Regions from separate parts of the Mus musculus genome. Here regions 1, 3, 4, 5 and 6 are each linked to region 2. Evidence: chromatin contacts called from public HiChIP or PLAC-seq, Micro-C and promoter capture Hi-C data. All regions are on one chromosome and are shown on one strand. Each heading gives the region's core, a stretch centred on a gene start, on an enhancer-like site or on the middle of the called end of the contact. The rest is flanking DNA. Distances are from core to core; before and after follow the strand shown. Region 1 overlaps Ppcdc (phosphopantothenoylcysteine decarboxylase). Region 2 holds the start of Commd4 (COMM domain containing 4). Region 3 overlaps Cspg4 (chondroitin sulfate proteoglycan 4). Region 4 holds the start of Cox5a (cytochrome c oxidase subunit 5A). Region 5 holds the start of Ulk3 (unc-51-like kinase 3). Region 6 holds the start of Rpp25 (ribonuclease P/MRP 25 subunit).

Region 1 (4,041 bases), core at 121-2,620, 260 kb before region 2:
TGAATCTCTAAAGAAAGTAAAGAGGGCTGGAGCAGAGTGCTTGTGGCAGAGTGCTTGTGTAGTGAGTGGGAAACCCCAGGCTCACTCATTTCCCAGGATGGTGTGTAAAAGAAAGGCGGACACTAGTATCCTTATTTGCTTATGAGGCGCTCTTCTGGGAAGCTGCTGGTGACCCAAGCATTGTTAGACTAAGAATATAGGATGGGAGGAACACCCTCCCTGATGCTGTGGCCAGGAGCAGACTGGGAAGGACAGGGAAGCAGAGCTGGGTATAGCATGGTTGTCACTGCCTAGTAGAAACTGGAGAGGGGGTACTCAGCCGTGCACCCTGCTGCGCTCCCATTGGGAGGTTAGCAGCAGCTGATGTGATAAAACACTCCAACCTCAGAGCTGAACCCCAGCCACTTTCTTAGGCTTCCTCCTTCCCTCTGAAGATGCAGGCCACCCCCCTTGTTGTTGATGTTATTGTTATTGCTGTTATATGCGCTGCTCCTCCCCCATTAGAAACAGTCTTGAGCTGAGTTGGAGAGATGGCTCAGAGGTTAAGAGCACTGGGTGCTCTTTCAGAGGACTGGGGTTTGATTCCTAGTACCCACGTGGAGGTTCACAACTGTCTGTAACATCAGTCTCGAGATCTGGCATCTTCTTTTGGCCTTGGTGGGCACCAGGCACACTTGTGATACACAGACATATATGTGGTCAAGACATGTAAAACAAATATAATGTCATGTAGACCAACTGGCCTGGAAATCCTGATCCCCTCTCTCTTCCTTCCCCAGGTGGGATTGCAGGCATGGCCTGAGGGCCTGGCTTTTTTTTCTTCCAGGCTGCTTGCTACACCTCTGTTTTTGAGGTTTTCTTCTTCAGAATTGGCTGGACAGTGGAACATGTTCCCCAAACTAAGCATTTGCCTCAGTTTCCCTTGAAGACAGATGTCTGACACAATCCCTGGTGTTACGGTTTGAGCTGTTGGCACTCTAGGTGGTGTGGCCACCTCCTCCTCAGTATCTTCTTAGAGACCTGAAGGATGCTCAGCCTGCTCCCTCTTTGCAGGCAGTTGTCTCCAGCATTGGAAGGATGCTGGAGAGGAGCCTGCTAGATGTTCTCAGTCCTGCTCTCCAGGCCCTATGCCTGGGGATGGCTGTCTCCGTCTGTTCTGGCCTGGCTTCTGTGCTAAGTTGTCAGGTCCAGAAAGAGGAGTCGATGCCCCAGGTTGCCAGTCTGACGCTAGTCTCTGGACTGGGATCCAGCCGTCTGCCATGCCTGAGCAGATTCCCAGGGCCAAGGCTGAGGCACCCAGCATGCTGCCAGCCACTTGGCTGGAGCGGCAGTGTCCTCTTCCCTTCCTACTGCTAGTTGCTTCAGAGGAGCTGTGGTTTGTCCAGGAAACACTGAGCTGCGAGTCAGACAGTTGGGAAGTAGCCCTGCCGAGGGCAGACAGGTTGGAGTTTGCTGTGGTCAGCATGCTCTGTTTTGAGGGTTCTTAGAGCCCAGCCCCACCCCGTTCCTACACCACTCATCAAGGGTCCTTTCTAGGTTTGCTTATGACTCTGTCAAAGCAGCAGGTAGCACAGAGCCAAGAAGAAATGTGACTGAAGGTGTCCACCCACAGCCAGCTTGTCTTCTTGAGAGGAGCTGGTGGGAGACCAATGTTGATGCCTGGGACGAGGCAAGCAACCAGATTCCAGACTGTTTGCTGTCCCAGGAGGGGGCAGGGGCACTCGGGACTCGGGACTCTTTCTGAGCAGGGGTGTCATAGTTGCTGTATCCCCGGGAGCTCTCAGGAGGAGGTGGCTGCTGAAGTCAGAGCACAGGAAACCCGTTTCTTCAGGAGCAGTCTGTGGCCTCCCAAGCCTGGGCCTGGGGTAATGCAGGAACCCTAGCTGTGGGACCCGTACTTAGTACCAGGCTCTCAGCTGAGAATGTTGAAAGCTTTTGCATTTTTGCTGGGACCTGGGGGTACCCACCGCTGACATCAGCTCTTAGGAAAGCAGGGGACCAAGAGTAGAAGGTCTTCTGTCACATTGTCAGTTCAGAGGCCAACCTGGGCTACGTGAGATTGTGCCTCAAAAAACTACTACTATACCACACCACCATTAAAAACATTCACAGTCTTTTTAATTAAAAAATTATTTTATTTTATTTTGAAACAGGATCTATGTAGCCTTTGGTGGCCTAGAAGTTGCTATGTAAACCAGGCTGGCTTCAAACTGGGAGAGCTGTGTATGCCTCTGCCTCCCTAGGGCTAGGATCAAAGGAGTATGCTACAGTGCCCAACTTTTTCCTTTCTTTTTAAAATGATTTTCATTTATTTGTTTGTTTTATTGTATGTGGGTACACTATAGCTAGCTGTACAGATGGTTGTGAGCCTTCGTGTGATTGTTGGGATTGAATTTTTAGGACCTCTGCTCACTCTGGGCTACCCTGCTCCGGTTGGCCCTTCTTGGCTTGGGTAGTTCCTTGGCAGGCTCGGTCCCTGCTCGCTCCAGCCCAAAGATTTCTTTATTATTATAGATAAGTACACTGTAGCTGACTTCAGTCGCACCAGAAGAGGGCGTCAGATCTCATTATGGGTGGTTGTGAGCCACTGTGTGGTTGATGGGAATTGAACTCCGGACCTTTGGAAGAGCAGTCAGTGCTCTTACCAGCTGAGCCATCTCGCCAGCCCCAAGATTTTTCATAAAATAAAATAAAAATGACAGGGTCCTGGTATGTATTCCAGTCTGACCCTGAACTTGAGATTCTCTTGTCTCAGGCTCCAGAGGGCTGATATTACAGGCGCATGTCACCATACCTAGCATTCAACCATGGTTTGATATCAAGCTTGCATGACTTCAGAATTCAAAATCTCAAGACTCTGAGTTGGAAATAATCAGGGAGGGAAGGTCTGAACTGGTCTGCTCTGGTGTGTGACCTGGTGGTATGGTCTGGCTTTGGGAGATGGTGAGGCTGCCCAGTCAAAAGGATGGCTGTATAGGTCGCTGTTTGTATCTGTGTGACCTTGGACAACTGTTTATCTCTCAGGGAGCTGCAGCTTGCCCATCTCTGAACAAGGGACAATACCTTCCTTATAGGGCTACAGTAAGGGTTCTTGAGATAATGGATGACGAAGGGTACAGTGTGCTGGATGTTTTCATTCTCAGAGTTTAGTTGTAGAACTGTTGCTACCCAGAAGTAGAACTGTTGCTGAGTAGAGCGTGAACAGTCTGGTTCCTAGCTTTCCAGTGAATAGTGAAGCTGGCCTCCTGTCCCCCTGGGATTGCTTCTCTGTCCTTCAGTTGTGAGCCTGTGTGGAGACTTAGGCTGTTGGGCAGGGTCATTGTATACAGGATGGAGGTCTGTTGGAGGTATCTGGGTCACTGTGGGTGCTGATTGGGTATCTCCTGTGTCTAGGACCAAGCCAGAGCCTGAGTGGAAATGATGAGGGATGAAGAGACAGCCCTCCCTCCCAAGGATGCAAGAACAGATCTCTGTAGATGGGTGATACCCCGTCATCCCTAGGCAACAGCTGCTCTGCTGACCATGGCAAGGACAGTAGGGAGGATTTGGGAGGACCGAGAAGGGTTAGTAGGCAGAGCATCAGCATCTCCCCCCACTCCCCTTCTTTATAGACCTGTGTCATCCGGGCCTGGGACCTAAACAAGCCCCTACTCTTCTGCCCCGCCATGAACACTGCCATGTGGGAGCATCCTCTCACCGCACAGCAGGTAGCCCAGCTCAAGGCCTTTGGCTACGTGGAGATTCCCTGTGTGAGCAAGAAGCTGGTGTGTGGAGACCAAGGTAGGCTTCTGTGGTGCAGTGGGTCTCTGGCCCATTGTGACCTTAGACAGAGCTGTTTTCTGAGCTCAGCTCTCTCATCTAGAAATGAATCCTTGTCTCTTAGGCTTGCTAGGCTGAAGCGAGACAGTATGTGTGAAGTGTCTGGTGGAGCCCCTGGCAATAGAACACTGTTAATGGAGGGACTCCCGGGCCTGTCCTGGGCTGTTTTGGAAGGGATAGATATGGTAGCTCAGGCAGAGCTGGACTTGTGCTTCTCAGCCT
Region 2 (4,059 bases), core at 1,196-3,695:
CCATCAGTTGGCTCACACACACCTCTAATTCCAGTTTGAGACTCTGAGGGCTACTGCATGCACGTGGGACACATAAGCTCACACAGGAAATGCACATATATAAATAAGAGAAATAATTATTATTTTAAGTTTAAAAATAATGTCTGGTGCTAGCAAAACTGAAAGGAATTTTTCCTGGTTACATAAAATATTATGGCCATTTGTGCTAAACACCCAAAAGTCCTATCACAAAAGTGAAGTCAAATGCACAGCCATAGCACAATAGAGCTGGCTGGCCCTGGTGGCAGGGGCATAGGAAAGTTGGCCCTGCCAATCATCTGCTGTAAAGTAGTCTGGGGTGGGGAGTTGGGGGTGGAGGACAAGGGGCCATGCTCCCTCACCCTTGCCACCTGAAGCAGTTGGGAGAGCTGACCCTGAGTTCCTAAGAGTGAGTGAGCTGGCCCTGCCCCTTACTGGCTACAGCACTCAGGGGAGCTGTCTGCACCTTACCTGGGCAGCACAGTGGAGCTGGTTGTAGAACCATGGGGTGGATGAGCTGGCCCCATGAGAGCAGGAGAGCTGACCCTGCCTCCTTCTAATGGAAGAATTGGATGTCCTATCGGGACCAGTGCTGGAGAACTTGCTTTGGTGGTGCTGATGGGGCAGATCTGGTGGGCTGACCAGCTCAGCTATCACCCAGGCCCAGATCCTGGTCTGTGAATTGACCCACCCCAAAATCTGTATCATCTGCGAAGGATTGAGATGTGTGAAGGCCAGTCCTGCTGTTGCAGGGTCTCCATAACACAAAACAACAACGGGGTAACTGGGAGGAGTTCCGATGAGAACCCAATATTGATGGTGTCGCAGAAGCCAGAGATCTTGAACCAGACCAATGACTCATTGCAATGAACATTTGCAAGTGAAGGTGTGTGGACAGAGGGATAGACTGTGGGACACACTGTGACACACTACAGCTTCCAAGTTGAACTTTTTCTTTCTTTCTTTCTTTCTTTCTTTCTTTCTTTCTTTCTTTCTTTCTTTCTTTCTTTTTTTTTGGGGGGGGGGTGTTTGTTTGTTTTTTTTTTCAAGACAGGATTTCTCTGTGTAGCCCTGGCTGTCCTGGAACTCACTTTGTAGATCAGGCTGGCATCGAACTCAGAAATCACCCTGCCTTTGCCTCCCAAGTGCTGGGATTAAAGGTGTGTGTCACCACCGCCTGGCCAAGTTGAACTTTTTCTGTGCTTGGTTGTTGTTGTTGTTGTTGGTAGTGGTGGTGTGTGTGTGCTTGTATGTGTATGTGTGGTTGTGCTTGTGTTTTATTTGGGGAAGAAGGGTGGATATGAGGGAAGTGGAGTGCATGATGTGAAACTCCAAGAATCAATAAGGAGTTTTAAAAAACAGCCAGACTTGAAGGAGATATGAGGAGGGAGGGTACTAGTAACATTCTGGGTTTGTTTGTTTTAATCTGGTTACTGGTTATGTTTACACGGGGGTGAGGGGTACAGTTTATGAAGATTCTTTTAGCTTCACCCTTACATATAATTTCCTGCACGTGCATCATATTTTTAATAGTGTCTTATTTATGTTCATTAATATATTTTTGTTTTAGTGTATAGGTGGGTGATTTGGGGTGTGTGTGTGTGTGTGTGTGTGTGTGTGAATGCCCCTGTGTGCACATGGCAGTCAGAGGTCAACATCATTTGCTAAGTGTCTTCGAGCTCCACTCCCCCACCCCTACCTGTCCAACCCGGGCCTCTTACTGTACTAGGAGCCCACAGATTAGTTTGACTAAGAGGCTGGTGAGCTCTGGGGATCCACCTATCTCTATTTACACCCCCTAGTCCAGAGTTTTACATGGGTGCTAGGCACCTGAAAGGTTTAGTGTGTGTGTGTGTGTGTGTGTGTGTGTGTGTGTGTGTGTGTGTGTGTGCTGCAAGCGTGGCCATACTTGTGTCGAGAACGATTTTTGTGAGTTGGCGCTCTCCTTCCACCTTTATACAAGGTTCCGGGGTTCGAACTTGGGTGGTACTCTAAGCCATCTGGGCAGTTTTAGGTTTGGAGTCTCACTCTGTAGTCCAGGCTGTCTTAAACTTCTGATCCTTTTGCCTCACAGCCTCTCAAGTGTTGTTATTTCAGATGCGTGCCCTCACGCCCTAGGCAGTCAGTAAGATTTTCATTAAAAAATATTTTGTCATAGTCCATAGTTTTTTATAACGGTATTGCTTAAGAAGGAAACCGTGGAACCCACTTCAATACTCGTGGATCATGGGATCCTCCCTCCAAGTAATTAATGGAATTATTTCCACCCATCCCCTTCTGTTTAGATAATCCCGGTGAAACGCTAGAGGCTGCTTGTTCCTGGAGGAATATGCATTCTCAATTGGTTACATTAACGGTCCGCCCTCCCTGTACCAGTAGGTGTCATGTGATCACAGAGTCAGCTGACCTGAGTCAAGCCGGAAGAAGCTCTGGATTGGATCTCCTGACATCATGGTGAGGGATTGGGAAAGATGGGAAGTTGGGTATCGGGCGACAAAGGGGTTCGGTGGTTCTAGGAGCTTAAGGAGACAATCTTCACTGGCGCCTGCCTGGGCGCGGCGGAACGTCGGAGTCTGCAGGCGCAGCCGCGTTTCCTCGCGTCCATCCCTGGGCCGGAGGGTCCCACCTCCCGGATTCTCAGACTCTCCACGGCCCCCAAGGGACCTCCCTGGGTCACCCACTTCCCTGACTGTCGGGTCACAGGACGAAAACATGCTTAGGACTGGTTAGGAAGCCTCTCCTCGCTTTCCTGAGCGAAGGAGTGGTTTTGGGATTGGGTTAAGCTTTCTGATTCATAATCCATTCATTCAGGAGATGCGTGTTGAGTGTCCAGCCCATACAGGCATCGGGATTCGAGCTGCAGAAGGGGAGGGCAAGTCAGAAGCAAGAATTGGCAGCCGTAGGTCTTTCTCCAACTGCAGAGGCTTTCCTGAACCGTGAGCGCAGTGTTAGGACTCTTGAAGATGCAACTCGGTGAAGGGTAATTTGTGTTACCCGGATGAGAAGCGGAGGCAGAGAAAGAATAGCCTCAGACAAGAAACAGCCGTGCAGTCTCTGAATGAGCCAGGCTCCTTGAGAGTGCCACATCCTGTCGCGCTAGAGCTTGGTGAAGATCAAGCGAGACAAGCAAAGATTAAGTCTCACTGGGACTTGGATCACTATTATCAAAATAGCGAGCATTCCCTCTGGCTGCCCAAAGTGCTTTGTTAACTAGGAGATTATGGGAAGTGGAATCTGGTGCTGTAGCTCGGTGGTAGATGTGCCCGAGGCCCTGACTTTGAGCCCCAGCACTGCCAACAAGCCTGGAAAAACCTAGGACCAGGAAGGGCCCAGCAAAGGTGAAGGCAGAAGTGGGGCTGGGGTAACAAGGAGAATCGGGCAAGTTGTTGTGGCTGGAGCATGGTAGACACTTAAGGAAAATTGCCACGGATGCAGAGAGTAAAAGTCAGAACGAGGTCAGGTGGCAGTGTGGGCAGAGTATTCACAACAGTCTGGACATAGGGGACAACAGGTGACCAGACAGTACTCATTCCTGGCCACACCTCAGCCCAACCGCCAGCCTGCCTTCCCACGTTACTCTCTTGCAGAGGTTCCGGTTCTGTGGCGATCTGGACTGTCCCGACTGGGTCCTGGCAGAGATCAGCACACTGGCCAAAATTGTTAAGTGCACTGGTTTACTTAGGGTTGGGAGGAGAGAGGCTCAGGGTGGAAGGAGGAGATTGGGACTGGGAGCTGGAAGCGGGCTGGGGTGGTGAAGGAGTCTCCCTGAGGATGGGGCCTCATGCTCTGTTACCTTGGTCACGTGGCTGGCCCTCCTTCAGCCAGTCCCCTAGCAGTGAGGGGTAAGGTTGGTCAGTCTGGCTGAGACAGGGACATCCTTTTCAGTCCTCTGTGAAGCTGCGACTGCTGTGTAGCCAGGTGCTAAAGGAGCTTCTGGGTCAGGGGATTGATGTGAGTACTGGGGCAGGGGATTGATGTGAGTACAGGAACTGATACCACTGTCCGAGAAACTTAGGGGGCCCAGGGCAGTCTGTTCTTCAG
Region 3 (3,653 bases), core at 916-3,415, 270 kb after region 2:
AGGGACCCGGAGGTGGGTCCTGCCCTTTTCAAGGGTCAGGGTAAGCCCTGTTGGAAAGTTCTTGGAGCAGCACCATAGTGCTGCAGATCCAGTGGCAGGGCCAGCCATGTTCTCTTGGATCCTGCTCATGTAGAAAGAATAGGGGTCATGCTGTGACCACGTGGCCTCTAGGTGGGAGCACCAAGCATGCTGTTTGCTCTACCGTAGCCCAGAGGAGCTGCTCACAGTGCCTTAGACCCTGTGGGGACCAATCCGTGAAGAGTGATGACTGCTGGCTCACACTAGTTAGCACCGACAGCCCTGGCATCTCAGCCGCTCAGTCAGCCTCAACATGCGGCTGGAAATTATAATTTTGATCGGTGGTCCTGGTGTGCCCTAGGGACTCTGCTCCGAAGAGTAGATCTCAGTGTCCCTCAGACTGGCCCACTCTGCCTGGGACTCATCTGCATCCAGCTTGCTTACATTCTCTGGCATCTTTCCTGAGTCCCAAGCTCAACTTTATCCCAAACTGTCCAGCCTAAGTGAGCTCATGCCCTCACCAGCCGCTGGGGTGCCTCTGGCCCTCCTTCCTGGGCCCTTGTCAGCCTCTGGGATCCAGCTGTGGCTTCCTTCTGGAGGCCTAACCCTGAGCTGGGACAGGATCCAGAGAAGCTAGCTGCCAGTGAGGTGGATGCTCCAGCTGGCAGCCACCTGAGGTAAGGTTGGGGTCTGTGTGGTGGCTGAGGAGTGAGGCCCTTACCTCAGCCTGGGTGAAGTTCACCAAGACCTCCTCTGCACTTCCTTGCTGGGCATGGAGGAGTCGGCCAAGCTGGGGGCCTCTTACCACCCGGTAGAGCAGGTGACGAGGGTCAGCGCCTGTGCTGGAACTGGCGCTCAGGCTCTGGCTGCTGAGCGGCTGCACAGACTCTGTGAAGCATGGAGGAGCCTGTTAGCTTTTGACAGGAGCCCAGACAAGGGTCCTGGGCTACCATCCTCCATTCTGCCTCGGCTAGCCAGCATGCAGACCTACCTGGACAGACGGTCAACTTCCGGGTGCCCTCCAAGGAGAGGAGTGCCTGCTTCTGGGCCACCACTCGGAAGAAATGTCCAGGAGAAGTGTGTGCGCCGTCAGAGAGGTCGAAGTGGAAGCCTCCTTCCAGGGCTCCTGAGCACAGGGTGGGTGGAGCTGGGTCCTGTTGGCCCAAGGTAGCTCCCTCCCCTCAAGGTACCCCCACCCCAGGAGGCTGGAGAACCCTCTCAGCACCCACCTCTGTGTGAGAACAGCACAAGCCCACTGTCCAGCTGGGCCTGTGTGAAGCGGTGGACCTCGGTGTCTGGTGCCACCCTCAAGGCGATCCGTCCGTTGCTGGGCTGCTCGATGGTGTAGACCAAGTCTTCTGGGCCCGAATCATTGTCTGTTCCCCTGAGGGCCTCAGGAGGGATGGGCACAATGGCCCCCTCCCAGATCTAGGGACACAGACCGTGAAAGTCCTGTCCACATTGTGTCCTTTCCATCCCTTTCCTCCTGGCCCTTGGACTTTCACCAGGCCCCCAACCTGCTCTGCCCGGCTGTCATGGACACCTGTGCCATTCTGAGCCTTCTTTCTCATTCTCCTTTTCTGTCACGCAGGTTCCTTCTCCACCAGCCCTGATCTTAATTGTACCTCAAAGCCAGACCACAACCTCCTGCCTAGAAATGTTCCTGTTTGGTCCTTACTTCAGAGATCCCTGTCCCTGACCAAAGGTGCTGCCGGGTCTCCCTGGTGGGGGGGCCTTCCCTTTCCTCCTGCCATGGCATATACCATCTGGCGCGGGTGGGCACAGGACAGAGGCAATGGTGTTGGCCAGCGCAGAACACTTAGAAATAGGCTCTCCTGCCAGTTGAAGCTCGGGAGGGAGGCGGAGAGCGGAGAGCTGATTCCTGATTCCTAGCTGAATCGGCTAGGAATCCACCCGTGCAGTGCAGGGGAGGCCCCATAGGCTACCCACCCACGCAGGGCAAGGTCTTCTTCCAGAGCCCTGTTCCATGTGGCACAGGGCCAGTCACTGAGGCCATTCTGGGTACGAGGCCCTCATCTCAGAAAACGTCCTTCTAAAACCCAGGAGCTGCTTCTCCCTCCCAGAGTCCGAGAGTAAGTTAAAACCAGTGTTGGACTCCAGGGGGCTAACATGGGTGGATATTGCCACCTAGTGGCCAATTTACCACACATCATTTCCAACTTAGGCATCCCTTAGTTATCTAGACCCTCAGCCTATATATAGGGAAGCTTCGTTGTGATCTTTATTTGCTGTGACCCTCGAGCTCCCAACCTGCAGCCCACAATACAGGACTTATAATACATTTCTTTAGGTATTTTGGGCCTGAGACATGAGGGAAAACCTTTCTGTGAACAGGTGGGTCCAAGGACAGGCAAGGTCAAGGATGGTCTTTCTAAACCAAGACTGCCCAGTAACAAAACCTCACAACTGCGTTTTGTTTTCAGCACTGTATCACATCTCTCCTTCCAAGTTTGTGGTAGTGAACCCATTTCACAGAGGATGACACTGAGCCAGAGAGAAGGGACTCTAGTCTCTTTCTGGGACCAGAGATGGGATAGGTTCAGGAGTGAACTCACTTGCAGGCCTGTGTTTGTGGTGAGAACAGGGGGTTGGTCATTAACAGGAAGGATGGTGATCGTGAAGGCCACGGGCTGGCTCTGGCGGTCCATCTCTGAGGCATTAGCTAGCAGAACAAAGGCGTCTGTCTGTGTCTCACTTCCATCATGCACGTAGCGGATCAGCTGCTCTTCCACCTATGAGGAGACCCAGGATTGGTTGTCAGGCTTCAGCTAGCCCAAGACTCAACAGGGATCTTGGGACCAGCACCCTTAACGTCCCATTGTTAGGTACAGGAGACAGATCCCTTTAGAACACATTTCCACAGGTAAGAAGTGTGTATGTGGAGAGATGGCTCAGTGGTTAAGAGCACTGACTGCTCTTCCAGAGGTCCTGAGTTCAATTCCCTGCAACCACATGGTGTTTCATAACCATGTGTAATGGGATCTGGTGCCCTCTTCTGGTGTGTCTGAATAGAGCAATGATATATATTACATTCTTAAAAAAAAAAGAAGTGTGTGTGTGTGTGTGTGTGTGTGTGTGTGTGTGTAAACAACAACGTTTCCATTTCTCAGGGGAAGACTGAAATTAAAGCATAAAGCAGTGCCAGTAACTAGAGCCGAGGAGGCGCAGGTGTCTCCGGTACCTCTCTCCAGGAGAAGGTGCTGAGGCTCCCATCTTGAGAATGATCCTCCTTCTGCAGGGCCCCGTGCTGCGGTGGCTCTAGCACCTGCAGGACAAGGCCTGGCAGCGTGGGGAAGTAAGGCCCAGTGATCTGGACCAGAGGAGGGGCCAGCGTCCGGGTGCCGCCCTCGGGAACGCTGAAGTTTTGAACATCCAGGGGGATGACTGTGGGCAGCACCTCCAGCTCCACAGAGATGCCTTCAAGAGGATCACCCAGGCCCGAGGCCACATCCAGGGAGAAGGAATCACTCCAGGCTCCAGGGCGAGAGTGCAGGTAGAGAACCCGGCCTGAATTCACTGCCTCCTGGGAGAAGCTCTGCACAGGGTCCAGGCTGGGCGGCTCCTCTGCTGAAGCGCCGTGGGACACCATCACCAGGTAGCCGGCGTTCGGGGGG
Region 4 (3,948 bases), core at 167-2,666, 360 kb before region 2:
AAATCTCATAAAACACTAATGTATCTCAGACCAGGATCCAAGCACACAACTACTGTGATTAAAGTATAATGCCTGTGCCGGGTGTGGTGGCTCCCAAGGTTAATCCCTGCACTTAGGAGGCAAGAGGAATGCAATAAGTTCCTCGATAGCCCTTTTAGTACCATTCTGAGTTCTAGTCTAGTCTGGGCTATAGAGGCCCTGTTTCTAAAATAAAATACTCCTATTTATTTTAGGCCGATGCCGGCCTGGTTTACAAAGAGTTCCAGGACAGCCAGGCTACACAGCTGACACATACCACAACCAAACAAAACCAAAAGTAAGATAGATGTACCGTGCTAAGTGGAGAGGGTCTGAGAACACACCAAGTGGCAGAGCAATTATCTAGCAATGCAGGGCCCTTGGTTCCCCCTCAGCAATGGGGGTGGACAGTGATGGGACACAAAATCTCCTGATCACACAGAAGGGGAAACAAGCAACCAAACATAATACTTCATAAGTCAGCACTGAAGCTTCTCATTTTAAACGGGTGGAGGGGAATCCACGAAGCTTTCCCATGTTTGTACACCCAGTATTCCTCAGTATTTGGTACCCAATCTTGTAAACGTTATCATTCTTTCCATTAATATTTGTCAATGTTCAGGCTCTCTTACAAGCCGCAAGAAACCACACTTTAAATTATCTATTTGAAACGCAGGGCTAAAATGTGGCTCAACAGTCCTCAAACGTGGCCGTACCCAGTTATGAAGGTGACACAAAAATGCCAGCAGAGAATTGCCTGATCAGGGCTAAAAGGGTATTGTGTCCCACTGGGGAATCAAATTGTGTTCTAGGAAACGCAGAGGCGGGCGGCGCGCCCGGAGGCTCAATGTCACCTTCGCCAAGATGCCGCAGGCCGGCGGGGGCCACTCCCGGTCAGGTGGCTGCGGGGTCAGCGCAGGGAACGGTCACGGCCCAGAGACTGAAAGGAAGTGCTGAGCTCGTCCTCGGCGACCCCGGCAAGTCCACACACCTGACTGGCCGCGGGTTCGGCATCAGGAAGTGGCGGGGAGGGAGGCCCGGAGGAGTCTCCTACACGACTCCAGACGGCCGCGGACGCACTGCGGTCACCGGGCTCCAATGCCGGCTCGCAGGGCAAAGGCTAGGCCGCCAGGGAGCCTGCCCTCGAGTGGCGGCGGGAGCCCAGGTCACAGCAAGGACACGCGAGCGAGGGCTGTGGCGGGCGCGGACCTTACCGGCGGCGGGGCTGGGAGCCGAGGCGGGGTGCAGGAGGCCTCGGGCAGCCGCGGCTGCGGTACAGCGACGGAGGGCAGCGGCGAGCATGACGGCGACCACAGCGCACTGGCTGAGGCTGACGAGAAGCCGGTGTGAGCTCGCGGGCGGTACAGCAGTTCGCGGGGGCCGGACTCACGCAGCGACGCACGCTGGGCGGAGCATAAGGCCGGCCCACTGCGGAGCTCGCGCCTACGGAAGCGGGTGGGGCGCCATGCGGTCGCCGGCGGCTACGGCGGCCGTGGAGGACAAACCACGTCGGCGCCGCGCCAAAGCTGGTCCGATGACCCGGGTGACCGTAGTGAACATTCCTGCGTGGGAGGAAAGGCAGGGTGAGCAATGGACAATGTGGATTTGGAATCGCCAACAGAGGAGACTATCACAATTTGGAATTGTAGCGATAATAACGGCAAACTATAATAAGAATAACCGCTTTGCCCCCGCGCGTTGGTGTATGCTATAATTCTAGCCCTCTACAGGCTAAGTATTAGGAATTTCAGGCTCTCTTATGCAACCTGAGTCTCAGAAAAAAAAAAAATCATACTGGGAGTAGTGACTCAAGACAATAATCAACATTTTGGAGGCAGGGGGAAAGGGGATTCAAGGACAGCCTGGGTCACATGATCCTCCCCCACCCACTAAAGCCCAATTATTTACTTTTACCCATTAGGAAACCGACTCAAAAATTACGTTGTTTAGGGTCTAGGAAGATAGACGGTTTAGTGGATAAAGTGCTTTCTGTGGCTCAGTAGTTAATAGTTTATTAACTTTCTGCGCTCTCAGAGGACTCACGTTTACTTCACATCAGGTGGCTCCCAACTGTCTGTAACTCCCGCTCCAAGGGAATCTGACACCCTCTTCTGGACATCACAAGTACCCACATTGTGCTGTGCTATATACTCACACACATACATGTAAATAAACTTTACAAATGAAATGAAGGCACGGATGAATAAGTAAACGAAAAATGAAAAAAATGTACCTTGATTAAACGAGTATGAATCCATGAATTGGCTTTCCTAATCTTGACTTCTCTGAGCCAATTATGGGACATATGTTAGTTATCTTAATTTTATTTTTGGTTATAAGGTGTGGTAGTTATTGAATAAGAATGGCTCCCATAGTCTCATATATTTGAATGCTTGGTCATCAGAGAGTGGCACTATTTGAGAGGGATTAGAAGGTGTGGCCTTGTTGGAAGAAGTGTGTCATTGGGGGTGGGCTTTGGGGTTTCAAAAGCCCATGCAAGGTTCAGAGTCTCTCTCTTCCTGCTACCTTCAAATGTAGAACTCTCAGCTACTTCTCCAGTACCATTCCTGCCGTGCTTTCTGCCTGGATGATAATGGACACTGATCTCTAAAACTGTAAGCCAGCCCCAGTTAAATGCTTACTTTTATAAGAGTTGCTGTGGTCTCTTCACAGCAATAGAACACTAAGGTTTCATAGTAGCCCTGCCAGGCCTTGAACTCACAGAGGCCTGTCTGCTTCTGCCTCCTGAATGCTGGGATTAAAGGAGCTGGCTCACCAGCTCTTAGTTACTTTTTAAATTGATACAACAAAATATGTGACAGAAACAATTTAAGGAAGAAAGTGGGTTTGTTGTTGCTTGTTTGTTTTTTACAAAAGGGCCAGGCTATGCCAGTGCCTGGCAGATACAGAAGTGGATGCTCATAGTCATCTATTGGATGGAATACAGGGTCCCTAATGAAGGAGCTTGAGAAAGTACCCAAGGAGCTAAAGGGGTCTGCAACCCTATATGTGGAACAACAATATGAACTAACCAGTACCCTCAGAGCTATGTCTCTAGCTGCATATGTAGCAGAAGATGGCCTTGTCGGCCATCAATGGGAGGAGAGGCCCTTGGTCTTGCGAAGATCATATGCCCCAGTACAGGGGAACGCCAGGGCCAAGAAGAGGGAGTAGGTGGGTTGGGGAGCAGGGCGGGGGGAGGGTATAGGGGACTTTGGGGATAGCATTTAAAATGTAAATGAAGAAAATATCTAATAATAATTTTTTTAAAAGGCCAGGGATGTAGCTCAGGGGCGGAGTGCTTGTTTAGAATGATTTAACTCACAAGTAACACTTGCCTTTTTAAAGATACAGACTCAGTTGATGTTTATTATAGCCATGGGTGTAATCATCACAACTTTCTAGTTCCAGAACTTTCAGTCCAAGAATGGTTATCCCCACCCCCACCCATTGAAGGAACTTCTGACTGCCTTTCTGCTACTATAGCTTTATAAAGTTTTTTTATTTTGCTGGGCTTGAGGGTGGACAGTGCACACCTTTAATCCTAGCACTTGGGAGGCAGAGGCAGGCAGATCTCTGAGTCTGAGAGAGTTCCAGGACAGCCGTGGCTACACAGAGAAAACCTGTCTTGAAAAACTATACCAAACCAAAAGCCCCAAAACCCAAACAAAACAAGAAATGATTTGATGTGTAGGAGTGTTTTGTCTGTCTTATACATATGTACCACATGCACACCCAACATGTCAAAAGAGGGCATCAGATCCCCAGGACTGGGGAAGCAGATGGTTGCGATCTGATGCCAGGTGGGCGCTGGGAACAGAACTCTGGTCCATTTCAAGAGCAGCTAAGTCATCTCTCCGGCCCTTTGATTGCTTGTATGTTTCCTTTTATCCCTCCCCGAGTCTTGGGGAAGCATGTCGACTCTAAGCT
Region 5 (3,947 bases), core at 1,385-3,884, 430 kb before region 2:
CCGACACACCATCTCAGGAGCCATATAGAGCGGGGAGCCACGGAGCACGTGTTTTTCGTCCCACGGGGACATGTGCTGGGCAAAGCCAAAGTCTGCAGGCAAGAGGGCAGGCCCAGGGTTCAAATCCCAGCTGCTCCTATGAGGCCAGTCAGGGCTCCTCCCCACCCTAGACTCACCTGTACTACTCCCGCCTCCTCCCCTGTGCAATACTCCTATATCCCTGGGGGGGGGGGGGCGGCTCGGGGAAACCCTCTGCATGGCACATGGCCTCTTAAGCACCTTTTCCTTAAACCTATCTCAAATACAATTCCACAGAAAGCCCCATCCCAGCCCCAGAACTAAGTTACGTCATGATCACTGGCCTCCAAACTCAAGCCCATTCTTTATATCTTACCAGAACCACAAACACCTGTCCACTGTTAAGTGTTCTCCTCAGCCGTCCAGACTGAGCCCTAACCCTAAGAACAGAGCTCACAGACTGATCCTGGATGCTGGTCACACATTGGCACTAGTTCCAGACTGAACCCCAACTCTAATTCAGACTTGATCCCTAGCTCCACCCACCACCCTGCAGGACAGAAAGTGTGGGCAGCCTGGGAATGGGTGCTACCTTTTGGCGCCGGGCTCAGCTCTACACCTCCTGATCTGTCACTAATGACTTAACAGAGCGACCCCTGGGAACCAGGCCGCTGAGGAAGCAGCACAGCCAGGAGCTCACTGTTCACCCACTCTAAATGAACTGCCACCCTGCTGTTCCAGACGCAGACCTGCCAGTTTCAGGTGGGGCTTCTCCAAAGAGCTCAGCAGGATGTTCTGCGGTTTCAGATCCAAGTGAGAGATGTTTCGTTCATGCAGGAACTGCAGGGCACTAGCTGAGGAGTCAGCCACCAGAAAATAAGTCAGAGCCTCTTTCCCACCTGCCTCTCCCCTCCCCAGGCCTCCACCTATCCCCGTACAGCTCTATTACTGCAGCGCTGTTCTGGCTGAGCTACAGAATATATAGAAGCAACAGACTCTGGCTACTTCTAAGAGTTCCCAAGTGCCTGTTCTCTGTACCCTTCATAAAACCACCCTCCCTTCAAGGAGCCTCCAGAAAAGCCCCAGCCCTTAAGGACGTTGCATTCTCCCTCACTAAAGCACTTGGGTTCCACCTACTGGGCCCTGGAAGATGCCACAAGGTTCTTACATCATGTTCTCCATGTGGAAGCCTGAATTCCCTACAGATGCTAGGGACACAACATGGCAGACTGCAAAGCATTGGGATAGGGGAGAAGAAGCCACGGGGTGTGTCACAAGCTTTTTACCCAACTGCTGCATGAAAACACGGGCCACCTTCTCAGGCAGGATCCTGCGGGTATGAATGAAGCGAGACAGGTCACCCCCTGCACAGAACTCCATGATGAGGTAGATATTGTCATTGTCCCACTGTGGTTGCAAGTAAAGAGAGAGAGCGTGAGTTCCAGGACAGCCAGGGCTATACAGAGAAACCCTGTCTTGAACCCCCCCCAAAAAAAGGGAGCGAGAGAGAGAGAGAGAGAGAGAGAGAGAGAGAGAGAGAGACAGCTTTAGGCGCTGTCCCTTCTCCAGCCGCCTTTGGAGGCACCCCTTCCTGGGCTCAGACCTGGAAGTCTTTCAGCTGCACGATATGGGGGTGCCGAATGCCCTTGAGGATCTCAATCTCAGTCAGGAGGTTTTCCACTGACGCCTTGTTGAGACTCTTCTTGGCCACGCATTTTATGGCTACCACTTCCCGAGTATCCTTCTGTGGTACAGAAAATTTGGGGTGTCTGTTTTGAAGGGGCCGACCCCATGGGCTGGAGTGGGCTCTGAGTCTGCAAACTTTCCCCTGTTTGGAGTCTGTCCACTCTCCATGGACCTCCAAGTTTCCCAGCTTCCACGTCTCAAATCAACGAGGCATCCGGATTCGGGAATCCCACCCCAGCAAGTGTTCTCCAACGCCGTGCTTCTAACCCACCGCATCACTTTCTAGAGGGGGGGCGGGGAGGGTTAGGGGGCGGGGGATGTCACTATTTAAAGAGCTATCCACTCTGCATTCTAACTGGTGCTGCCTCCTGGGAGTCTGACCCCAGACTCCTCCCAGCCCCTAAGGCAACTTCCGTGCAGAGCCGGTTCTTCAGCCACTGACACAGAGATTCCCTTAGGTCATCGCCCGCACCTCCAGACCAAACTGGCGTGGCTGTTTTTAAAACCTAAAAGGGGCGGTTAGCTCCAGCCTCCTCTACCAGCTTGGGCAGCCACTGTGGCCTTACTGCTCTCAAGGCGGTCGCCTTTCCTGCTCAGCTTGGCCCGTGACCCAGCCGGGCTTGCAGGGAGTTGGCTGGCACGGGAGTCGGGTGCCCGGCGCCGGGACACCTCCGGCACGACCCGCCCACACCCACCTTGGCGTAGGCCTTGTACACCGTGGCGTACGTGCCACTGCCCAGGCGCTCGGTAAGGATGAAACCGTCCAGCCGAGGGAGACCCCAGCTGGGCCCAGCCATCCCGCGCCCGCCGCCAGGTGCTTCCTGGTTCGGGGTGCAGGTTCCGGCCAGCAGAGAAGCTGGGGGCGCTCGAGGGGCGGCGAGGCGGGACTCCGCAGGGCCCCGGCGCTGCCCGCCGGAAGCGCGGCTCGACACCTCCCCTCCGAGGCTCCTCCCCGCCGGCAGCGGGCTGGGTGACACCCTCTGCCAAGGATTGCCAGGCAGGTTTCAGACACTGAGGCTTTAGTGGGTGTAGAGTTGTGTCGAGGACTGCGGACACGATCACATGGGAATGGCATCCTAGAGACCACCTACGTAGGGGGCGGGAGGAAGAGCCTGGCTCACTCCCTGCCCTTCAAGACCAGAAGCAGTGGATATGAAAATCCCAGGGCCCCACAGGGTGACGAGGGAGAACGGACTCCAGCAAGTTCTTCTCTGATCATCACACGTGCTCTGGCCCTTATTCATTCGTTTATTTGGTTTTGGAAGACAAGGTTTCTCTGAGTAGCCCTGGCTCTCCTGGAACTTACTTTGTAGAGCAGTCTGGCCTCGGAGTGCTGGGACTAACGGTATGTGCCACTATGCTTGGCGAAAAACAATTTAAATGCCTTTGGAAGAGACCAAGTTGCCATTGCCAGGGTCCTCGATTCTGCCTTTCAACTCTTTCCCTAGAGTTGAGTGGTCTGTCGTCCAGCACAGCTCAGCCACCAACAACCTTAACTGTCACCTCACCTATCTTAGTAGGCCCTTAGTCTGTACTTCAGTAGGCTATAGCCCTCCCAAGTCCACCATTGACATCAGGGCCAGTGCTGTCCGAAAATCTTTTTATTTAAGCACAAAAATTGAGACATGACATATACATCTGTACATGGAGGAAAATAATACCAGGAAGTTTACAAAACCCCGGTGGCTGACATTACCACTTGGTGGCTCTAGGGCTGACAGCATGAGGGTAGTCTCAGGAGGGCCCCAGTTCCCAGGGGCAGGAGACTGGCCAGCTTGGTGAGCTCTCGCAGTACTGACAAAACACAGGGTCCAGGTTTCCACAGCGGCTTCTTAGGTGCCACTGCAGTGACACACCCGTGGAGCCCCCAGGACAAGTAGAAAGGGACCTAGACTCCATTGTGGGAAGAACCCTCAGAAAGAAGGCTCGGCAGTCCTGCCTGCAGGACATAGTTCAGGACTGATTTCTTCCAAAAGACCCTAAGCGTTTTAAGAGGTGAGTATTGCTGAAGATAGGCAGGGGCCAAGCTAAGGCAGAGGGGCAGAGTCCCTTGGGAGGAGAGAAGCCAAAACAAGCAGACATCTACCCTCTCACAAGACTGGTAGAGGCTGGGCAGGACTTGACTTACTTGTCTTCGTCCCCTCCTCATCCCCCAAGTCTCAACCAACCCCACTTACTGTACATTCAGAAGTCTGAAGAGAGGCTAGGGAGGGCCCCCAGAGGGCACAAGGTGCTATCACACA
Region 6 (3,966 bases), core at 705-3,204, 350 kb before region 2:
ACCCCCGCCCCCTCCAGGCTTGGACTTGGGCTGAGAGGCATCTGAGGCTGTTATCTCTCCACACACAGCTGTGCAGGGCTGGAGGCAGCGGCTTATCAGGGAGCCCGCAGTGATTCACAGCCCAAGCTTCTCTGCTGAATAGTAATTTCCAGCAGTGGATTTGTGCTGTCTCTCTCCTCCCCCTCTCCCAAGGGTGTGCTGTCCTTTTGCAGAGAGAGGGCAGTGAAGGGGAGCTCCTACTCTTGGGGCTTTGTGCCTGCCTCTGGGTAAGAATGTCTACTGCGAGGAGCGAGCAAGGTTAGAACCTTAGCATGGTCTGCCGGCCTTGGCAGGCTGCCGCCTCCAGCTCATCAATGCTCCCCCCTCCTTCCCCTCCCAGAGAAGTAGCAAAACTGCTTCCTTTCCCTTGTGGTGATACAACAGTGACACAGACCCCGGCCCCCTCCACCACAAGTCCCTCTTTCAACATTTTGACACTGCCCCAGTCTCTGTGTCTGACCTTGAAGACTCCAAAGGCTAATAGGGTTGAAGGCAAGCATGCCAAAGTGGTCTCTGCACAGGCGAGTGGGTAAGGAAAAAGAAAAAAAGAACAAAACTGAAGACAGAGCCATTTTCACGTTTGTTTTATTGGAAGCAAGACTCCAGCAGGACTCGGGGAGGAAGCATGGCAGATTTTGTCCTAAGTCCCCTCTCAGCCATCATGCAAGGCGGGTGGGGGAGGGATGCTAAAAGGGAATTGCTAGGGTGTGTGTGTGTGTGGGGGTGCAGAATAGGGTCCGGACATTTTCAACTTGGCCATCCTCAAGTAATCAGCTCCGTAGCTCCCGCTCTCAGTTAACAGCAAAGATGATTTTTAAAGCCTCAACTGTCAGCATCCATGCATACTGGGTGCTTTTAACGTCTGGGTCCCCAAGAAAGCTCAAGAGTCCCACTACCCACCATGCTTCCCTAAAAAAGACGGCCTAGCAAAGGTGTGGGTGGTGTTCTGTGGCTTCTGGTAACATGTCCCACAAAGTTTCCTTGGACTTCAAGGATCCTCTCTTCTCATTCCTGAGCTCTCTCCTGTCGCCTTGGGATCCGCGCTGTCATTCTGAGGACCGGTGTCCAGGAACATGGGCCCCTTAAAACCCAGGTATGAAAGGTGCGTGTGTTGAAAGGTATGCAGGAGTGTTGAAGATATATGATTCAGTCGGTCTGGGTGGCTCAGAGGCGAGAATTCTCAGGCGGTCCTGTCCTCATTCTCAGCCTCTGGCTCAGGCTGAGACCGCTTAGCGGTGCCTTCTTCAGCAGCAGATTCCCCCAGGCTCCTCTTGGACGTCGACACCGTAGGAGGGGACGAAGGACCAGGACTGAGGTTCGGAGGCTGGTAGCCAAGTTGTCGTGGATCCAGTGCGTCCTTTGAAAGTAGGATGGCGAGGCTCGGTACATTCTTAAGTACACTGAGACTGGCGGCCGGATCGCTGGGCGTCTGACCCGGTGTGGGCCCAGGCGGGAGGCTCTGCCACACCTCGCGCACGCTCCGGTAGCGCAGCCGCGTGACCTGGTGTAAGCCCGCCAGGCGGCGCTTGAGAATCTCGGCGCACGTGACGGTCTTGGTGGTGGCCCGGCCGCAGCCACTGAAGACGATGGCGCGCGTGGCTGGCTGCGCCATGCTGGCGGTGGCGAAGGCCAGTAGGTTGCGGATCTTGCTGCCCTCCTTGACCCGCATGTGTACAGCACCGGGTGCCAGATCTGCAAAAGGGCCAGAGTTCGGGCTGCCACCCTCATCACCGTCCCCCGCCGGCGCCTCCTCCGAGCGCACCTTACGGAAGTTCTCCATGCGCCGTCGTCGCTGGGATCGCAGGTTTTGCCATGGGGCCGCCTCAAGCCCGGGGCTGCATGGCCGCGGGTCGTGCCGGGCGAGAGCTGGCAGGGATTGGGGTGCCGGCGCCGAGTGAAGGTTGGAGGGTGGGCTGGGAACGTGCAGTCTTCAGCCCAGACTTCTACAGGGTAGTGATGTTCTACTCTGCGCCCTCGGCACCTTGTGCTCCGCGCCTTTAGCAGAAGCTCCGCCTGGGAGCCAGATAGGACCCGCCCCTTCGCCCAGGACCCGCCCCAACTCTGCGTGACTTGTCCCAGTCCCTCCAGCCTTTGGGATCCAGCGCTGGAGCTCAGCGGCTGGGGTCACAGAGCCACGGGTGATTTGGGAGGTGAAGTTCTCCGAAGTCACCATCTGTTCTCCCTGAACCAGACCTTATGCAGGAACAACCTAAATAAATACTATGCTTAAGGTTCAAATGCCGACTCAAGCCTGGTCCCTGAGCCCTGCGGGGTTCCAGCGCAAGGGCATCCCTAGACCCCTCCTAGGTAAGAGATCTCCAAACCACCTTTTGGGGCTTCGCTACTCCACCCCTCCAGGGACCTCCCTCCCGTTCTCTTACTATATTTTTGCGTCAAGGGCAGCCAGTGCATGGTCAGCAGAGAGTGGGAGGCGTTGGCTGCGGCTGCACGCAGCGCCTTCCCTGGGCTGGGACCGCTACGTCGTGGCCTGGTCCTTGCGTAGCTGCTTAGAGAGACACTAAGCTTTGCTCCTCCTGATCATACCTCCAGGCTCCCGGCACCTATGCACCTCTGAAATGCAGGAAGTGATGCGTTGGGCCAGCCTAAAGTGAATGGGGAACAGGAGACCATTTCTTCCAAGGCGTTAAATTCTTATATTCATGCCTGAAAGTCCTTTACTGGAGCTGCATACATGTTTATGAGCGTGGCTCAGCCCGAGCTAACGCCGGATTCCTGACTTCCAATTCCAGGTGGAATTCCTTGCCAGTCAGCCTTGGCCTCTAGAAATCCAGAGGGTTGTTTTTGTTAAAAGGAGACTGAGAGAAGACAGGTTTTAAGAGGTGGGAGGCAGGGTGGAGTGCCTTGGCGGAATGTGTGTGTGTGGGGGCGGGTACTTGCAAACTCTGGGAACTCCACTGAATCTGAGCAGAGGCTCGGGCTCTGCTGCGAGGTGAGGTGGGCAGTAGAAAGATGAGGTCTGATCAAAGCAAGACTGTTTAATAAGGAGTGACCCTGGCCTGGGGCCACGCCCTCAATATTCAATCCCGTTTCCATGGAAAGGCAGGGAGGGAATCAGACAGACGTGGGAAGCACCGGGAAGGAAGACGCACTGAGGACTGTAAGGAACGGTGTTCTCAAAGTATCAGCAAGATGGTGTTTGGATGAGCACAGCATCAGTCTAGGGGGAGAGCTGCCCGGCCCTCCTCTTCCTCTTTGCTATCTGTGACAATTCTCAGCCCCTCAGCTCAGAACAACGAGCTTATATCTCATCTCTTCTTGGAGTGTGGCTGCAGCAGCTGGACTTTTTATTTTTTATTTTTACCTCAAGTGTGAGTGACTGGCTCCAATCTCCTGCTCACACTCCAGGAGTGTGCCCCGAACTGGGACTCTGCCCTGGATCTAATCTTAATTCTTGTAGATTTCACAGGGAGAAGCAGGCTCTGGAGTCCCAACCTTGGGGAGACCCCACGACTGAGTGCACTCAGGCAAGTGGTGGACTTAAAGTCGGCAGTTTTGGATTGATCTGAGAAAAAGTTCCAGAAAGACTAGAAGCTATGTAGGAATGTGCTGGTTGGAAAAGAAGAGAGCTCTGCGTTCCCTGGAGTATGCAAGCCTGGGTTAAACAACTTGGAAATCATGTAGGCCGTACACTACAATTTGGAAGATCTGGGGGCAGCAGGTTTGTTCTGAAAAGAGTGAATGGTTGTGCCTCTACCCAAGTTGGCCCTCAAGGACACCGCCACCCTCTCCCAGTACCACTACCCTCTGCCAGAGACTCTCCCATTCACTTTATTTTCCTGTGGAGGGAGAACGCAGAAAAGGCCCGGTTCCCCGCCCGCGCATCGCTTCCTTTCCAGCTCCCTCAGCAGCACTTAAAATGTAAATGCACATCGTGATTAGCCGCGGGGTCGCTAATTACAGCTGAAG

The links. Promoter capture Hi-C pulls out the DNA fragments that hold promoters and counts their contacts. A called contact is a pair of places that touch in the nucleus more often than the background predicts. HiChIP or PLAC-seq counts read pairs in DNA pulled down with a chosen protein or histone mark.
Region 1: an H3K27ac HiChIP or PLAC-seq map of acute myeloid leukemia shows a contact between it and region 2, with 3 times the contacts expected there. The contact joins the enhancer-like site here to the promoter of Commd4 in region 2. A contact is called at or near these places in 7 of 39 promoter capture datasets (the C10 cell line, the HPC-7 cell line, cranial neural crest and 3 more), 14 of 484 Hi-C or Micro-C datasets (the Ba/F3 cell line, the G1E-ER4 cell line, Th17 cells and 9 more), 25 of 115 datasets of contacts at active chromatin or transcription factors (the 230-238 cell line, the HPC-7 cell line, T-cell acute lymphoblastic leukemia and 15 more) and 3 of 9 other capture datasets (adipose tissue, liver and pancreatic islet).
Region 3: a contact with region 2 is called in a promoter capture Hi-C map of neural stem cells. The contact joins the enhancer-like site here to the promoter of Commd4 in region 2. A contact is called at or near these places in 7 of 39 promoter capture datasets (the 3T3-L1 cell line, 3T3-L1-derived adipocytes, the C10 cell line and 4 more), 3 of 15 datasets of contacts at CTCF or cohesin (the NIH/3T3 cell line, embryonic stem cells and pro-B cells), 5 of 484 Hi-C or Micro-C datasets (the N1E-115 cell line and embryonic stem cells), 12 of 115 datasets of contacts at active chromatin or transcription factors (the 230-238 cell line, bone marrow-derived macrophages, embryonic midbrain and 6 more) and 4 of 9 other capture datasets (adipose tissue, embryonic stem cells, liver and 1 more).
Region 4: a contact with region 2 is called in a Micro-C map of embryonic stem cells, with 1.9 times the contacts expected there. The contact joins the promoter of Cox5a here to the promoter of Commd4 in region 2. A contact is called at or near these places in 7 of 39 promoter capture datasets (the 3T3-L1 cell line, 3T3-L1-derived adipocytes, the C10 cell line and 3 more), 1 of 15 datasets of contacts at CTCF or cohesin (the NIH/3T3 cell line), 16 of 484 Hi-C or Micro-C datasets (B cells, the N1E-115 cell line, Th1 cells and 9 more), 18 of 115 datasets of contacts at active chromatin or transcription factors (the 230-238 cell line, the SCID.adh cell line, T-cell acute lymphoblastic leukemia and 11 more) and 3 of 9 other capture datasets (adipose tissue, embryonic stem cells and liver).
Region 5: a contact with region 2 is called in an H3K27ac HiChIP or PLAC-seq map of embryonic stem cells, with 5 read pairs. The contact joins the promoter of Ulk3 here to the promoter of Commd4 in region 2. A contact is called at or near these places in 2 of 39 promoter capture datasets (the C10 cell line and pre-B cells), 1 of 15 datasets of contacts at CTCF or cohesin (pro-B cells), 2 of 115 datasets of contacts at active chromatin or transcription factors (embryonic stem cells and microglia) and 2 of 9 other capture datasets (adipose tissue and embryonic stem cells).
Region 6: a promoter capture Hi-C map of the SN4741 cell line shows a contact between it and region 2, with 5 times the contacts expected there. The contact joins the promoter of Rpp25 here to the promoter of Commd4 in region 2. A contact is called at or near these places in 13 of 39 promoter capture datasets (the 3T3-L1 cell line, 3T3-L1-derived adipocytes, the C10 cell line and 8 more), 9 of 484 Hi-C or Micro-C datasets (bone marrow-derived macrophages, embryonic fibroblasts, embryonic stem cells and 5 more), 13 of 115 datasets of contacts at active chromatin or transcription factors (the 230-238 cell line, acute myeloid leukemia, bone marrow-derived macrophages and 6 more) and 5 of 9 other capture datasets (adipose tissue, embryonic stem cells, liver and 2 more).

What each region holds. Positions count from the first base shown.
Region 1 is chr9:57,414,825-57,418,865 of GRCm38.p6, reverse strand. It overlaps Ppcdc (phosphopantothenoylcysteine decarboxylase), which reads left to right. Exons shown (of 7, transcript NM_176831.5): 6 at 3,612-3,780. Among named protein-coding and RNA genes, the nearest start is that of Ppcdc, 23 kb to the left of the region's middle. Within about 2 kb of position 1,370, at least 30 of the 459 cell types and tissues checked have an H3K27ac peak or open chromatin away from gene starts, as enhancers often do. A contact at or near this core is called in the HPC-7 cell line, acute myeloid leukemia, bone marrow-derived macrophages and 2 more, where this site is marked.
Region 2 is chr9:57,156,685-57,160,743 of GRCm38.p6, reverse strand. Commd4 (COMM domain containing 4) reads left to right here and starts at 2,445. Exons shown (of 8, transcript NM_025417.2): 1 at 2,445-2,472; 2 at 3,606-3,677; 3 at 3,904-3,969. The coding sequence starts at 2,470.
Region 3 is chr9:56,890,108-56,893,760 of GRCm38.p6, reverse strand. Cspg4 (chondroitin sulfate proteoglycan 4) reads right to left here. Exons shown (of 10, transcript NM_139001.2): 4 at 3,221-3,653; 5 at 2,595-2,771; 6 at 1,248-1,446; 7 at 1,010-1,144; 8 at 740-906. Among named protein-coding and RNA genes, the nearest start is that of Cspg4, 27 kb to the right of the region's middle. Within about 2 kb of position 2,165, at least 34 of the 459 cell types and tissues checked have an H3K27ac peak or open chromatin away from gene starts, as enhancers often do. A contact at or near this core is called in adipose tissue, bone marrow-derived macrophages and neural stem cells, where this site is marked.
Region 4 is chr9:57,518,700-57,522,647 of GRCm38.p6, reverse strand. It overlaps Cox5a (cytochrome c oxidase subunit 5A), which reads right to left and starts at 1,416. Exons shown (of 5, transcript NM_007747.2): 1 at 1,233-1,416. The coding sequence starts at 1,320.
Region 5 is chr9:57,588,139-57,592,085 of GRCm38.p6, reverse strand. Ulk3 (unc-51-like kinase 3) reads right to left here and starts at 2,634. Exons shown (of 16, transcript NM_027895.1): 1 at 2,400-2,634; 2 at 1,622-1,762; 3 at 1,305-1,425; 4 at 768-872; 5 at 1-92. The coding sequence starts at 2,501. It overlaps Scamp2 (secretory carrier membrane protein 2), which reads right to left. Exons shown (of 9, transcript NM_022813.3): 9 at 3,288-3,947.
Region 6 is chr9:57,502,090-57,506,055 of GRCm38.p6, reverse strand. Rpp25 (ribonuclease P/MRP 25 subunit) reads right to left here and starts at 1,954. Exons shown (of 1, transcript NM_133982.1): 1 at 609-1,954. The coding sequence starts at 1,819. The coding sequence ends at 1,220.